Regions from separate parts of the Sus scrofa genome. Here region 1 is linked to region 2. The links are chromatin contacts, called in public Hi-C maps. All regions are on one chromosome and are shown on one strand. Each heading gives the region's core, a stretch centred on a gene start, on an enhancer-like site or on the middle of the called end of the contact. The rest is flanking DNA. Distances are from core to core; before and after follow the strand shown.

Evidence for each region. A called contact is a pair of places that touch in the nucleus more often than the background predicts.
Region 1: a contact with region 2 is called in a Hi-C map of epiblast stem cells, with 1.6 times the contacts expected there. The contact joins the promoter of TINF2 here to the promoter of CBLN3 in region 2. A contact is called at or near these places in 2 of 5 promoter capture datasets (fetal liver and liver), 15 of 47 Hi-C or Micro-C datasets (alveolar macrophages, blood, embryonic fibroblasts and 8 more) and 1 of 2 datasets of contacts at active chromatin or transcription factors (alveolar macrophages).

What each region holds. Positions count from the first base shown.
Region 1 is chr7:75,054,727-75,061,784 of Sscrofa11.1, reverse strand. It overlaps TINF2 (TERF1-interacting nuclear factor 2), which reads right to left and starts at 4,994. Exons shown (of 8, transcript XR_002345917.1): 1 at 4,450-4,994; 2 at 4,203-4,307; 3 at 3,982-4,083; 4 at 2,793-3,903; 5 at 2,639-2,706; 6 at 2,435-2,532. It overlaps GMPR2 (GMP reductase 2), which reads left to right. Exons shown (of 10, transcript XM_001928014.5): 9 at 133-292; 10 at 498-1,105. The coding sequence ends at 687.
Region 2 is chr7:74,863,920-74,870,932 of Sscrofa11.1, reverse strand. It overlaps CBLN3 (cerebellin 3 precursor), which reads right to left and starts at 5,002. Exons shown (of 3, transcript NM_001112680.1): 1 at 4,598-5,002; 2 at 4,182-4,301; 3 at 2,490-3,827. The coding sequence starts at 4,897. The coding sequence ends at 3,630. KHNYN (protein KHNYN) reads left to right here. Exons shown (of 8, transcript XM_021099195.1): 2 at 6,645-6,865.

The DNA.
Region 1 (7,058 bases), core at 3,745-6,244, 190 kb before region 2:
CAGCTAGGGAAACAAAACCAGGAAGATACTGGAATCATTGTCAGCCCTGAGACTTTGATGTGAGTTGCTTTTGGGGGCACGAAGGCGGGCGCCTGAGCGAGATTCATCTCTTTTCCCTCTTGGTGCTGGCAGGGGCAGGGGCTGACTTCGTGATGCTGGGTGGCATGCTGGCGGGGCACAGTGAGTCAGGTGGTGAGCTCATCGAGAGGAATGGCAAGAAGTACAAGCTCTTCTATGGAATGAGTTCTGAAATGGCCATGAAGAAGTATGCGGGGGGCGTGGCTGAGTACAGGTAGGTGTGGGGGCCAGAAGCCGAGGGTTCTGATAAAGTGTGACTTTCTAAGTAAGGTGGCGACAGACCTCAGGGCTGCTGGGAGATGGATGGTACAGTTCTTGGGGGAAGAGGGGAAACTGGGGTAAATGATAGAGACTGGGGAAGAGTCATTTGGCTTAAGGAATCCAGAAAGAAAAGCTAAAAAAGCTTTTCCTCCTCTAAGGGCCTCAGAGGGAAAGACTGTGGAGGTGCCCTTTAAAGGGGCTGTAGAGCACACCATCCGGGACATCCTTGGAGGGATCCGTTCTACCTGCACCTATGTGGGAGCAGCTAAGCTAAAGGAGCTGAGTCGGAGAACTACCTTCATCCGTGTCACCCAGCAGGTGAATCCCATCTTCAGTGACGAGAGCTAGACCTGACAATTCTGCCCTCCCAGGGCACCAGCACCCCTTCTGCAATTCCCAACTCCTAGGACTCTTACTTGGTCATTTCCTACCCTCTCTCTGCTGAGGGCTCCTGCAGTGATTCTGCACTTATCTATCTGCACGTGCAAAATGCCCAGGGTACTCACTGGGGAGGAAGCAAGGAAGGCAGGCTGAGAAAATGAAGTAAGATAATCAAACAGGAATCTGGGGACCCGGCATTCTGAAGATTATTAAAAGGAAGAGATGCTGATTCATACATAAGGGCTTTATGTGGGCTTGGTCTGGAAGAGACAGGTCTTTAGAATCATGTTTTGTTCATCAGATTCATTAAATAGAATCTGGAATATCTACAAAGCTCAGAAGTGTTTATATATTTTAAGTACCTCAATAAAGAGAAATCCCAGAGTTCCCATGGTGGCTAGTATTGAAACTGACTAGTATCCCTGAGGATGCAGGTTCGATCCCTGGCCTCGCTCAGTGGGTTAAGGATCCGGCGTTGCCGTGACCTGTGGTATAGGTCACAGATGTGGCTCGGATCCCGTGTTGCTATGGCTGTGGGGTAGGATGGCAGCTACAGCTCTGATTCAGCTGCTAGCCTGGGAACCTCCATATGCCATGGATGTGGCTCTGAAACTCAGTGACATCAACATAGGTTCACTTCCAGGAAGAAATCACCCAAAATTAGTGGGAACAGCTAAGATCTGGTCTGACTACCAAAAAAGCACATTATAATTAAGAAAACTGCTCTTCACTATAGCAACAGAAGAGGGAGCACTTGCACTGAAAAAACAGGAAAGGCCCATAAAACTCCTTTCTCTCTGAAAGATACATCTGTAAAAGCTGACCCAGAAAAATCCAACATATACTCAAACGTAAAGATAATGACAAAAAAAAAAAAAAAAAAAAAGAAAGAAAGAAAAGAGATTCTGGGGTTTTCTGCACAAGGCTAGCATCTGGGTGCTGCTCTAAGGCACTGACCCAGCAGAGCCAAGGACAGTGCATACTCTTCCCACAAAGCATCTCCGTCCTAGTGCCACCGCTCCCAGGGAACCTGGCAGTAGGAGGCCTTACAAAAGTCTATTCTGGTATCAGGACTCACATAGTATTTTCAGAGTAGCCAAAGGAAACTTCTTATCCAGGCTCAGCTCTGGTAACCTTTTCGGGCACATCTGAACAGCACTCTCCAGGGGAAGTGAAATGGCAAAGGGATCCCCTTCCAGCCCTGGAGAGGCCGGTTCTGTTTCTAAGGAATAACCTACAGTGACCTTAAAGAAGCCTTAATTCCCCTCCCTCACACCAAGACAGTCTTTTAAAAAATCCCAAATTTAATTATCAAGCTTCACAAAGTGATTTTTTAACTATGTAGTCAGTCCAAGCCTAGGCTTCCACTTTATTCCCCCAAACTGCATGCAGAACTGAGGAGGAAGGAACTGGCTGAGTGCCGCGAGCACGCCAGTCCTATCGTAGGAGTCTAGAACTGTCTATATGGTCAGGGAAAGGGACAGACTCAGCACTGGGGTCAGAAGGGGGGAGGTATTCACAGAAGGTGGGGATCAGGGTGTCAAACTTTGTCTTCTGATAGTTTTCCAGAGATTCCTGCAGAGAAGGGAGCAGGGACATCCTATCATCACTGAGACATGCCCTGAGCCCCTGTCCTCCAGACCATGTGGCTTTCTGCTTGGTTCTGCCACTAAGCGCCCCTGCCTCCCCCAGCTTTCCATTGCTTCCTACTCACCTTTCCTTCTCTCGGGCCATTTTCCTCCTCCTCCTCCTCCGAGTCCAAAACCAGGTCCCCTATGGTAATGTCAGAGCTGCACAGAGACGGAGGACACGCTGCAGGGAGGAAACCAGAGTCCAAGTACTCTTCTCGGTGAACATCGACCCTCGAGTCTCCAAGAGAAGGGGCTGTCTGACCCGGTCCTGACTCAGGATGACCTACCTGGCTTCCTGGCCCTCGGAGGTGATAATGACAGTCTCAGGGGGCCCATGGGGCAATCCAAGCAGTTCCTGAGGCGAGAGCAAACAAAGACAGGGTGAAGGGAAAGCAGGCAGGGAATGTGCCACTAGGAGGGAGAAACAACTGGTCTACTCACTCCTTTTGCTCTGAGGCAGACAGGTCAATTGGGTTCTCCTTCAGAGCCCTTCCCCCCAGGGTCTTGGATGGACTCCTAGACTTGCCAGCAGAGGCCGCTCTGGTGCCCACTGCACCTGCTGGATCTGCCATGTGTGTCCCATGTTCTTCCCTGTTTTCAGGCTTAGATATGACTTGTGTTGGTGAACCCAGATTCCTAAAGGGGAACAGCATAACTGTGGGGCGCTCCTTATGGCCTCCGCTAGTGGATGCCCACCGAGACTGGATTCTTCGCCGGCCTAGAGGGGCCAGATTGAAGTGGTGGCCAGCCAGAGGTTCTGGGTGCTTCCTTGAGATTGGTCCCTGTGGAAGGTGTGGGCCAGGCTGGGCTTTTGGCAGAGGGTTGTCGAGTGCTGGTCTTGGCTGCTGAGGAGGACTCTGCCCCATGGGCTCTGAGGTGGTCGCTGAGTCAGTAGCAGAGCACTCTGAAAAAGCAAGCAGAGCTGCTTAAAAAGGCAACCTACTGGAGTTCCCCTCCTGGCTCAGTGGTTAAGGAATCCGACTAGGAACCATGAGATTGCAGGTTCGATCCCTGGCCTCGCTCAATGGGATGAGCGTAGCCTTGACCTGTGCTGTAGGTTGCAGGTGCGGCTCGGATCCCGTGTTGCTGTGGCTCTGGCGTAGGCTGGTGGCTATATTTCTGATTAGACCCTAGCCTGGGAATCTCCATATGCCGCGGAAGCAGCCCTAGAAAAGGCAAAAAAGACAAAAAAAAAAAAAAAAAAGTCTCAGGCTAGACATTCCACCCCCAAATTCTTAGTTTTCAGAGATGGTCCTGGTACCTGGAGGTGGCCACCCCATGTCCACAACATACTGGCTCAGGACAAAAGAAGTGACAGAAGCTCCAGGCTGCATCCAATTCAGCACATCCTGAAGCTGTGGGCAAGGAGAAGAGAGGCATAAAGACCACAGTCCTTGACACAACCACCCACATTCTACCCTTAATGTGTTTTGTTCCCAGAAACCTGCTGTGCCTGCAGTGTAGGCAGTGCTTTTTCCAGCTGACACAAGTATTCAAAAAACAGCTTTTCCATGGCAGCCAGGAAAGTTTCCCCATACTCTTGCTCAAGTCCCTGCAGGAAGGAAAGAAGCAGGTCAGAAAAGGACTAAAGAAAAAGCTACACCATAGCTTCCAAAGCTGCCAGTCCCACCTGTAGGTTCGAAGCCAAATCAACAGAATCCTTTGCTAGTTGCTTCACCTGCTGGCAAAAGGTTTCCTGGGCCTCTGAGATTTTCCTCAGATCCTGCTTTGTCTGTTGGGAGTAAGGAAAGCAAACAAGTTAGGGACATCAGGACCAGTGACAGGAAGGAGGAGCAACTGTGCTGCCCTAAGTGTTAACTGGGGGTAGGGCTTCTTCCAGGGACGACTCACGGCTTTGGGGTCCCGCACCACAGGTCCAGACTCTGGGAAGTGGTGATTCAGGGCATTCAGAACCTGGGCCCAAGGCCGGCCCTGCAGGATCAGCTCCACCACCAGCTGTGAAGAATACTGAGCTCAGAATCCCCACGTCGGGGCAAGCTACCCTTTTCCAACCAGTCCCACTCCAGAGCGGTCGGTCCAGCAGAGGACCTCGTATCCCTCCCCTTTCCCCTCAACCAGGTCCTACTGACTCCAATACCTTGGCCTTTAGGCCCATACACAGGCGTTCATGGTGCCGGTAGCGAACCAAGCCAGGGGCAGCAGCGCGCAGGGATCGCAGAAACTCCAATACTCGCGGAAAATGCTCCACGCGCCGTCCGCGCACAACTTGCCAGCTGGCTGCGGCTGCGAAGCGCAGGGCTGCGGGACCAGCCTCCGGGGGCGCGGCCATGGCCGGCGGGCTCCACCCCAGGGGCCGTCCCTTTTGGTTCCTACCTCCAAGGCGAGGCTTCGCGACTCCTCCTAGGGGTGGGGCTTCCGGTGGCCCTCCGACTCCGCTATTTTGGTCTGCGCCGCATAGTTCGCGATCTGAGTCCACACCCTCCCGTGGGTCACTAGAATTCTAGGGTTTTTTTCCCCAACTCTGGATGCAGCCCGAATGGAGAAGCTGGCCAGCTACACTGGCACCAGGTTGCTGTGTCTTAGACGCCGCCGCAGTCTCTAACCGGACGGCTACCTCGCTTCGGCTCTGCCACCAGTTTCCCTACCCCGGAAAAGGGTGGCAGTGGAGAACCAATGGGCCTTCAGGCAGAGGAGACGTGACGTCGCGTCATAAGGCCACGCCCCCGCAGATCCGGCTGCGCCGCTGCCGGCTCCCGCCCACTGTGACCTGCTCTGCTGACGGCCGGTGGGTGGTGGCGAGTGCAGTTTTGGGTCCCGCCCCTGGCCTCGGTGTTTTTTTGCGGAGCATATAGAGAAGTCACGTCTTTCTTTGAGGTCTAGCTTTTTGGTCTTTGAAGGAGGTCTATGCCACTTCCTTTCTCCATTGTCTTCACCTCTCAAATACGATTCCTTAAATCCCGGCACCCAAACCAGCGCCTGCAAAGCCTTTCCCGGCGGCGCGCCGCTGCCATTAAGAATTCAACTGTTCTTCCTTTCACAGAACAGAAGAGGGCGCCCGCCTTTAAAAAATAAAATACAGGGAGTTCCTGGTGTGGTTCAGCGGGTTACGGACCTGACTAGTATGCTTGAGGATGCAGGTTCGATCCTTGACCCTGCTTAGTGGGTTGAGGGTCAGTTGCCTTGAGCTTTGCTGTAGGTTGCAGACGCGCCTCAGATCTAGCGTTGCTGTGGGTGTGGTGGAGGCCAGCAGCGGTAGCTCCCATTCGACCCCTAGCCTGAGAACTTCCATATGCCACGGGTGTGGCCCTAAAAAAGCAAAGGAAATCCAACCAAACAAACAAAAACAAACCCGAAAACAAAGTTTAAAAAGATACATCAGGAGTTCCCGTCGTGGCGCAGTGGTTAACGAATCCGACTAGGAACCATGAGGTTGTGGGTTCGGTCCCTGCCCTTGCTCAGTGGGTTGACGATCCGGCGTTGCCGTGAGCTGTGGTGTAGATCGCAGACGCGGCTCGGATCCCGCGTTGCTGTGGCTCTGGCGTAGGCCGGTGGCTACAGCTCCGATTCGACCCCTAGCCTGGGAACCTCCATATGCCCCGGGAGCGGCCCAAGAAATAGCAACAACAACAACAAAAAAAAAGACAAAAGACAAAAAAAAAAAAAAAGATACATCAGATTGTTACCCTGTTTTTCTCTAGATGGTGAGACTAGGTAATATTCTATGTTTTCTATGTTTGCTATCTTTTCTTTTTTAATCATGAAGTGCTAAAGTAAATAATAAAAATAGATTTTCTTTTTCAAATTGCTTCCGCGCACTTGCTACAGTCAGTCCCCTAATGTAAATGACTGTTTTACTTGTCTTTCTCCTTGTCACAGTTTCTGGTGCCTCTCATTTCCATTGCCAGGAACAGAACCTCTGCACACAATGTACATTTTCTGTTGATTGAATTAATTACCTTCTCTGACTGCCTTACAGGGGTTTAGTGAAATTACCCTTTCTTTGGGGCATCTCCTTTCCTAGATATAATGGCTCCCCACCGTCTCCACTTAAGATCAGTCTTCTGAGGTGCCCCACATATTCAGCTGCCCAGGGGGCATCTAGTTGGAGGTCCCGAAGTACCCAGATCAGACATGTATGAAATTCTAGTTATATTTCACTTTTGAGACATAATTTTGATATATACAGAAGTCTAGGTTGGTGGGCTTTTTTCCTTCAGCACTTTAAATTTACTGCACTCCACACAACTTATACAACTCAACAGCAAAAAAGCCAACAACCCAATGGAAAAATGGGCAAAAGACCGGAATAGATATTTCTCCAAGGAAGATATACAGATGGCCAACAAGCACTTGAAACAATGCTCAACATCACTGATTATTAGAGAAATGCAAATCAAAACTACCCTGAGATACCACCTCACTCCAGTCAGAATGGCCATCATTAGTAAGTCCACAAATAAATGCTGGAGGGGGTGTGGAGAAAAGAGAACCCTCCTGCACTGTTGGTGGGAATGTAAACTGGTACAACCACTATGGAGAACAGTATGGAGGTATCTTAGAAAACTATGCATAGAACTCCCGTATGACCCAGCAGTCCCACTCTTGGGCATATATCTGGACAAAACTTTCCTTAAAAAAGACACATACAGGAGTTCCCGTCGTGGCGCAGTGGTTAACGAATCCGACTAGGAACCATGAGGTTGCGGGTTCGATCCCTGCCCTTGTTCAGTGGGTTAACGATCCGGC
Region 2 (7,013 bases), core at 3,753-6,252:
GAACCCACATCCTCGTGGATACTAGTCAGGTTCTTAACCTAGTGAGCCACAACAGGATCTCCTGTCATTTTTAGGTCTAAGGACTATGATATGCAGATGTTCCAGAGATGTCTATGCCCACTCCCTGGAGCCACCGAATATGTTGTGTTTAATGGTAAAGAGACATTTTCATATGCAATTAAAGTTATGGGTCTCAAAACAGAGAGATTATCCTGATTTATCCATGTGGGCCCAATCTAATTACCTTAAATTTGAGAATTTTAAAAGTCAGAGATGTGGCTGAAAGCTAGGTTGGAGAGGTTCAAACTGTTAGAAGGACTTGGCCTGACACTATTGACCCAAAGGCTGGAGGCCAGGAAACTCAGTCCTACAACCATAAGGAAATGAATGCTGAGTGAATTCTTTATTCATGATTGCCACCTCCTGACCCAAGAGGGAAATGGGTGTGCCCTTCCCTCCTCCTTCCTGGGGGCTATAAGGTTGATGTAATGGCATTCTTCCACTTCAGTAAAGAAGGCAGGGCTACTACCTACATCTTGCTTTTGACCTAATGAAACCCTAAGCAGAGAATCAAATCATGCTCTGCTGGACTTCTGACCTATAGAAACAGATATTAAATAGGTCAAAGTTGTGTTAAGGCAGTAACTTTGTGGTAATTGTTATGCAACAATAGAAAGCTAATACAATAACTTTACTGACATTATTTTCAAATTTATCTACCTCATTTGCATTTTTACAAACATCCTCAATCTTGTTGTTTTTCCCAATATCCAATCTTTTCTTCTTCTGACTTTTAGCTGAGCGTGGCTGCCTGGAATAAAGACTTTATTCCCTAGCCTGTCTCCACTGTCTGGTGTGGCCAGCTAGGACTAAATTCGGGCCATTGAGATGCAAATAGAACTGTTGGGTGTACCTTTCAGAAAGCTTCTTTAAAAGGAAATGGGTGTGCCAGTCCCTCCTCCTTCCTTGGGGCTATAAGGTTGATGCAATGGCTGGGGCTATCTTGGGTCAGGAGGTGGCAATAAAGAAAGCCAGGCTGATGATCATCAAACTGCCATCCTTCCCTGGACTCTTTGTTTGCAGATTCTTCTGTGTGAGAGGGAAATAACCTACCACCTTGTTTAAGCCATTATTATTTTGGGTTTTTCTGTTACTGTAATCTCTTTGTAATTAGTAGGGTAGTAGTATAAAGTTTCCCTTTTCCAAGAAGTGAAGGATCAAGTTTAAGGAGTGAGCAGTTAGCTTCTGGAAGTTTGACTAATTTATCATCATGTAACAAGTTGTTGGACTTTCTTCCTAGTTGTATTATTTGACCTGATGGTGCCAATCAGTCTCTTTCATTTTTGGTGCAGTTCCAACTTTTTCTGGAATTACTCACAGCTCTCTGGATCCACCCCTTCCTACTTATGCAGATAAAGACAAATAAATGCACTTTATGAATAGATAAATTATCTACTATATTTATACTCTTCTACTTATCAAAACTAATTAAAAAATATCCTATAATAGTCATACTTCTTCACTCAGTGTATTAACTACCTTTTTGCACATTGTATAGTTACTTTTTCCTTTTGAAAATCACAACAGAGACATGGCTTTTAAAAATTCACCTTGTGGAATTCCCTGGCAGCTCAGTGGGTTAAGGATCCAGCTTTGTCACTGCTATGGCTCGGGTCATTGCTGTGGCAAGGGTTTGATCCCTGGCCCAGGAACTTCTGCATGCCATGGGTGCAGCCAAAAAAAATCACCTTGTTCCAATTAACTATATCATTTTTCTTTTGATTATCCAATTGTCATAAAATGTCAGTTTGTGGAAGTCTATTAAAATGGTTTCTTTGGAGTTCCCATCGTGGCTCAGTGGTTAACGAATCCGACTAGGAACCATGAGGTTGCAGGTTCGATCCGTGGCCTTGCTCAGTGGGTTAAGGATCCGGCGTTGGTGTAGGTTGCAGATGTGGCTCGGTTCCTGTGTTGCTGTGGCTCTGGTGTAGGCAAACGGCTACAGCTCCGATTCGACCCCTAGCCTGGGAACCTCCATATGCCGCAGGAGTGGCCCAAGAAATGCCTTCTCAGCTCTACCCCTTACATTCAAAAAATATCTTTGATTTTTGTCTTCAATAGTATGTTCCAAGCCTAGAGTTATTTATGATGAGCTATTCTCCAAGGGACCGTGAGTCCTTTTAAAGGTGAATAATAGTTGAGGCAAAGATCCAGGTGCTAAGAATGCATATTAGATTTTTCCTGATGTTGTTCCTACACTACTTTAGTGACAAAATTTGAAAAAGTTATTTCTTTTGGAAACCACAAACTCACATTGGTATTTCCTCTTTAACTCAAGTACTACCAAATCCTTTTTTTTAAATTTGACTCTAACATATGAATTTACATTTATTTTCTCTACAACATATACCTGCTGGTCTCTTGTAACCCCTGAACCCAATTGTGATGGCATCTTCTCTCTCTAGTGATCCTATAGGGTCTCATTGACCATCATTCTCTAATTACTTTATTGATAGATTCATCCATGCTGGGCCAATGGGACAGAGAGGTGACACAAGTTTTTTAATACTGGCAGGAGAGTGGCTGAAGGGATGAATCATGGCATCCAAGGTAATAGGAAGTTTAGGAAGGAGACTAAGACGGCACAAATTAAGAGAAAGAGGAGACGTTGCAGGTCAGTGTAGAACAGCTACAGTGAAGGTCACTGAGAGAGCTGGGAGGAAGGAGGTGATGGGGAGAGCATGGAGTGATGAAAGTTCCGACTACATAGATGGAGCAGTTCTAGGAGGCGGCCACAGGCATTGATGTGTTCCATGGCCTGGAGATCTATACTTGCCCACATGTGACCTGCCTCCACCTCCAGCTGCCAAAGGAAGCTCTGTTTACCTGCTCTCTGCCAAAGCAAACATATATCCATGTCTTGGATGGGGAGGTGAGGGGCAGAGTCCACCTGGGATCTGGCACAGATAAATGCCTGGGGTTCACTATCTGCTGGTGGCTCCAATGTACACAAAAAAATGTGTACCATGTTCAGGCTGAGGGCACGCCCCCTTCCTGCCTTACCAGCTACAGGCTCTGGGCTGCTCTGTGGCCCTTACCATGCATCTGCTGGTGGCTAAGCCTCTGGCCCTAGTCCTCGCAGTGCTGGCTCAGCTTCTGAGTATGATTTGTGATGCTGGCACTCCTCACAGGAAGGAGCCTGCCGGATATGCTGAAGCTGGTCCATCTGGTCCCCTGTAGGGGCCTGTCAGGCTCACCTGTACCACCTGTTCCCAAATAGCACTGAGCGGGAAGCTGGGTTGGGGGTGGAGGACAGGAAGCAGAGACTGCAAAGTAGTCTACGCCTCCCTCCCTGGAAAATCTTGCTCTGATTCTAGGGCTGCAGGCAGAAATCAAGGCAGTGGGAGGCTGGGAGGCAACTGTGGGGGTGGGGTAAGAGGGACAGGTCCCAAGACACTGCAGCTCTACTCCTCACCTTGGATGTTTGGCACAGGGTCCCATGCAAGGCAGTGGAATAAAGGCAGCCAGAGGGAGTCTTTCTCCTGCCCTAAAGAGACTGCTTCTGGGGCAGGAAAGGGTAGAGGGCAGAGGTCAGGGGCTAGATTTCTGTCTTTGAAAAGCTTCAGCCCTCAGAGTGGGAAAATGAGGAAGCCAGAGAAGCTCGAATATTTCCAGCCACCGAGTAGGTTCCCTCGACGCAGGCGCAGAGACACCCGGTCCCCAGGATCCAGGGGCAGTAGCACAGAACTGGTGGCTGCCTCCCGGGTCACGTCTGGGTCATTGGCAAAGGCCGAGACGACAGGCCATGTGTTCAGCATCAGGCTTACCTGCAGAGGGAAGCCCAGTTAGCACCTGTCCCTGCCCCTCGCCCCAGGACCCCACTCTCTTGAGGGCTTTCTCCCTTCTCTCCAGCCCCAGAGGGACACGCTAATACCTGGGAACCTGGACAGTGCACCCACCTGGGAGGGCTGCGGGGTGGCCCATGTTGGACTCTGGACCTCTATCACACGCTCTGTTAGGTAGGTCCGTTCCCCCCTTGCTCTTGGCCTCCCAGGACACAGGTCAATGGAGGTCTGCCTGGGGGTCAGCTGGGCTCCACTTATTTCCCCTCCTCTTACCCTGACCCCCCCGCCCTCCGCCCCAGGAGTTGGAGATAGGACAGGGCCTAGTATTCAGGTCACCTGGACAGTTTGGCGGTTGTACACCTTCACCACATGGAACCGGAAGCTGTAGACACCTCGGACAGGGGCCACGAAGGAGCCTGAGGCTCGGTCAAAGCCACCGCCCTCGTTCACCAGGACCTGTGGGAAGCAGACCCTGCTGAGTAGGGCTCAGGGATGCCTGGGGCTCAGGGAAACCACGGGGTTGGGGAAAGGGGCAGCGAGTAAGGAAAGGAAGGGGTGACAAGCAGACAGGACAGGAGGAATGCCTGGGTTCAAAAGAAATGGTGAGAAAGGTCAAGGAGGGTATGGGGGGAGTGAAGGGAAGGGAGAAGGGCAGCAGGCTTGGGGGCAACCAGCCACAGCAGGGGCTGTTTCCTTAGCAGCAGAGCGGGCTTGGACAGTGCTTCCAGGTCTTTGCAGGGGAGGGGGATTACCTGGTCGAAGTAGATGGCTCCACCCGTGCCGTTGCTGATTTCCCCTGCTGGCTCATGGTGGTGGCTTCGGACTGCAGCAAATGCCACTCTTCCAGGGGGTGCTTCTCCCAGGGCTGCTCCCCCGGGACCCCCTGCAGCAGCTCGGCCCGGCTCACAGACCACCAGGCACTCGCCTTCCAGGAGGACTGGCTCTGTCCCCTCTTGGGCCCACCCGGCCCTGAGAACCAGAAGAGTCAGGGCCAAGGGCAGCCCAGGGCTGAGTGGAGGACCTGGTGGCCAGTGTTGCTTTGCTCCCAGCATGGCTGAGTGGCTCTGTGACCCCCAAGCCTCCTCTTTCTGCTCCTTGGTTTTGCCCTCCTCTGCCACAGACTCTCAGCACCCCTCACCCTGCTTCTCAGTCTTCTCTCTGGGACTCATGGTCACCTGGTCTTGGCATCTCCATCCCTCTCGTGCCCCACAACTCTGTCCTGCCTCTCCTGCTGTCACTGCAGGTCCCTCCTCCTTGGCAGGGCACAAAATGACAGCAGTTGGGCTCTGGGAGGGAGAGGAGAAATGAGGCAGCCAGATGGGAGGGCTTCAGCCAGATCCCCAGGGCAGCCCCCTCAAGAGCACTGAAGGCTGGAACTGGGGCGACAAAGAACACGGGTGACTGTGTGAGATTCTGAGTGTGTGTTTGTGCATATGTGTGAGACCAATTCTACAGCCCCTTCCTCCTGCTCACTCCTCCCCTCTTTAAAATCCTTCACAAATCAACAGCCCGCTTAGCAGCATTTTTTCCACTGTTGGAAAAGGGAGTATCCTAGTGTTTTCCCCACAACTGTTTTGGTGGAAAGTGCGCAGGCGAACAGGGGCACTATTCCGTGACCCTGGGCCAGTCTCTTCCTTTCCTTGGTCTTCTATATCTTCATCCGAAGGGACGAGGCCCCCTTCACTTCCATCTCTCCAAGAGTGGTTCCTCATTCCTGAGAAACAACTGCGCGGAGCGGCTGAAAACCCAGAGGAACGGGAGACCTTGACCCCCCAGGGAGTCTAGGAGTTGGAGCGGGAGGGTGGGCGGGCCCGGGACGGGACGGGGCGGGGCGGGTAGGCCGGGGGCGGGGCCAGGCCCGGGGGCGAGGAGCAGCCTGCGGCTGGTCCCAGCGGGTGCGCGCTGGGGCTCAGGGCTGGCCTAGCCCCTGGGAGGGGCCGAGCTGGCTCCGCCCCGGGCCAGGAAGTGACTCAAAAAACTGTTCGTGATGTGGGGAAGAGAGGTCCCCGTTGGGTGAGGAATCGGAAAGGCCCGCCCAGATTTGGGCCCCCAGCTCTTCTTCCCTGGGCCGGGGGCGCAGGCGAAGCTGGGGCCAGCGGGCACCGAGCGGCGCCGGCGGGACTGAGGCCGCAGAGGGCGGCGAGGCGGGTAGGCGCGCTCTCCCCCGCGCCCGGACCGCGGGAGCCAGAGGCCGCAGTGCAGAGCGCAGTCGGGGGGCGGCAGCCGCCAGCGGCTGCGGGGGCGGGGCCCAACCCGGCCCCTGGGCCCCGCGTGGGGAGTGTGGCGAGACCGATGGGTGCAGCGGACCAGGCGGCGGAGGGAGGGCGAAGGGTGGGAGTGGCCAGAACCTTGGAAATGGCTGACAAGGGACCCCAGAGGACAGCCCAGTTTAAGCCCTGGTGAGGATTCGTCTTTAAGAGGCCGTCTTGGACCGGGAGATCGCAGAGACCCCGAGGAGAGGGGCTCTTTCGTCACCCGTCCCACTCCTGCCCTCCAGATCCAGCGGGATTCCCCCCACCCTGCTCCCGGCTGTGGTTATCATTTTCCAGAGGCCACACACCCCTCCCAGAGAGACAGCCTTGTTTATCCATGACTTCGTCTTCGGGAGGAAGGCCCTTGCGTCCAGATAATCTGACATCCCCTTCCTACCCTCCAGGTGGACTGAAATGCTGGCTGCCGCCTGGGTTGTTTACCAGTTTGGTAACTGGCTGAGGACCTGTTGATAGCTGGTGTAGGCCAGGAAACAAAGATTTGGGTTGAAGGGACATCCTGGCTCTGAGCTGCTTTCCCTCTTTACAGGGCTGGGCGGCCAAGCAGCCATGCCTACCTGGGGGGCTGGCTCCTCGTCCCCTGACCGCTTTGCCGTGTCTGCGGAGGCCGAGGACAAGGTGCGGGAGCAACAGCCCCATGTGGAACGCATCTTCAGGGTGGGGATGAGCGTCCTCCCCAAGGACTGTCCCGAGAACCCTCACATCTGGCTGCAGCTGGAGGGCCCCAAGGAGAACGCCAGCAGAGCCAAGGTGAACACCTCTCCCTGACCCTCCCCCCCCAGGCCTCCCCCCGGGGGGAGGGGGGAACCAGGACTCCCTCTCCCCCTTGCCCCCCAGTGAGGGCAGAAGAGAGGAGGGGCTGGGAAGGATCTCCACTCCTTGTTTGTCTCACTGGCCC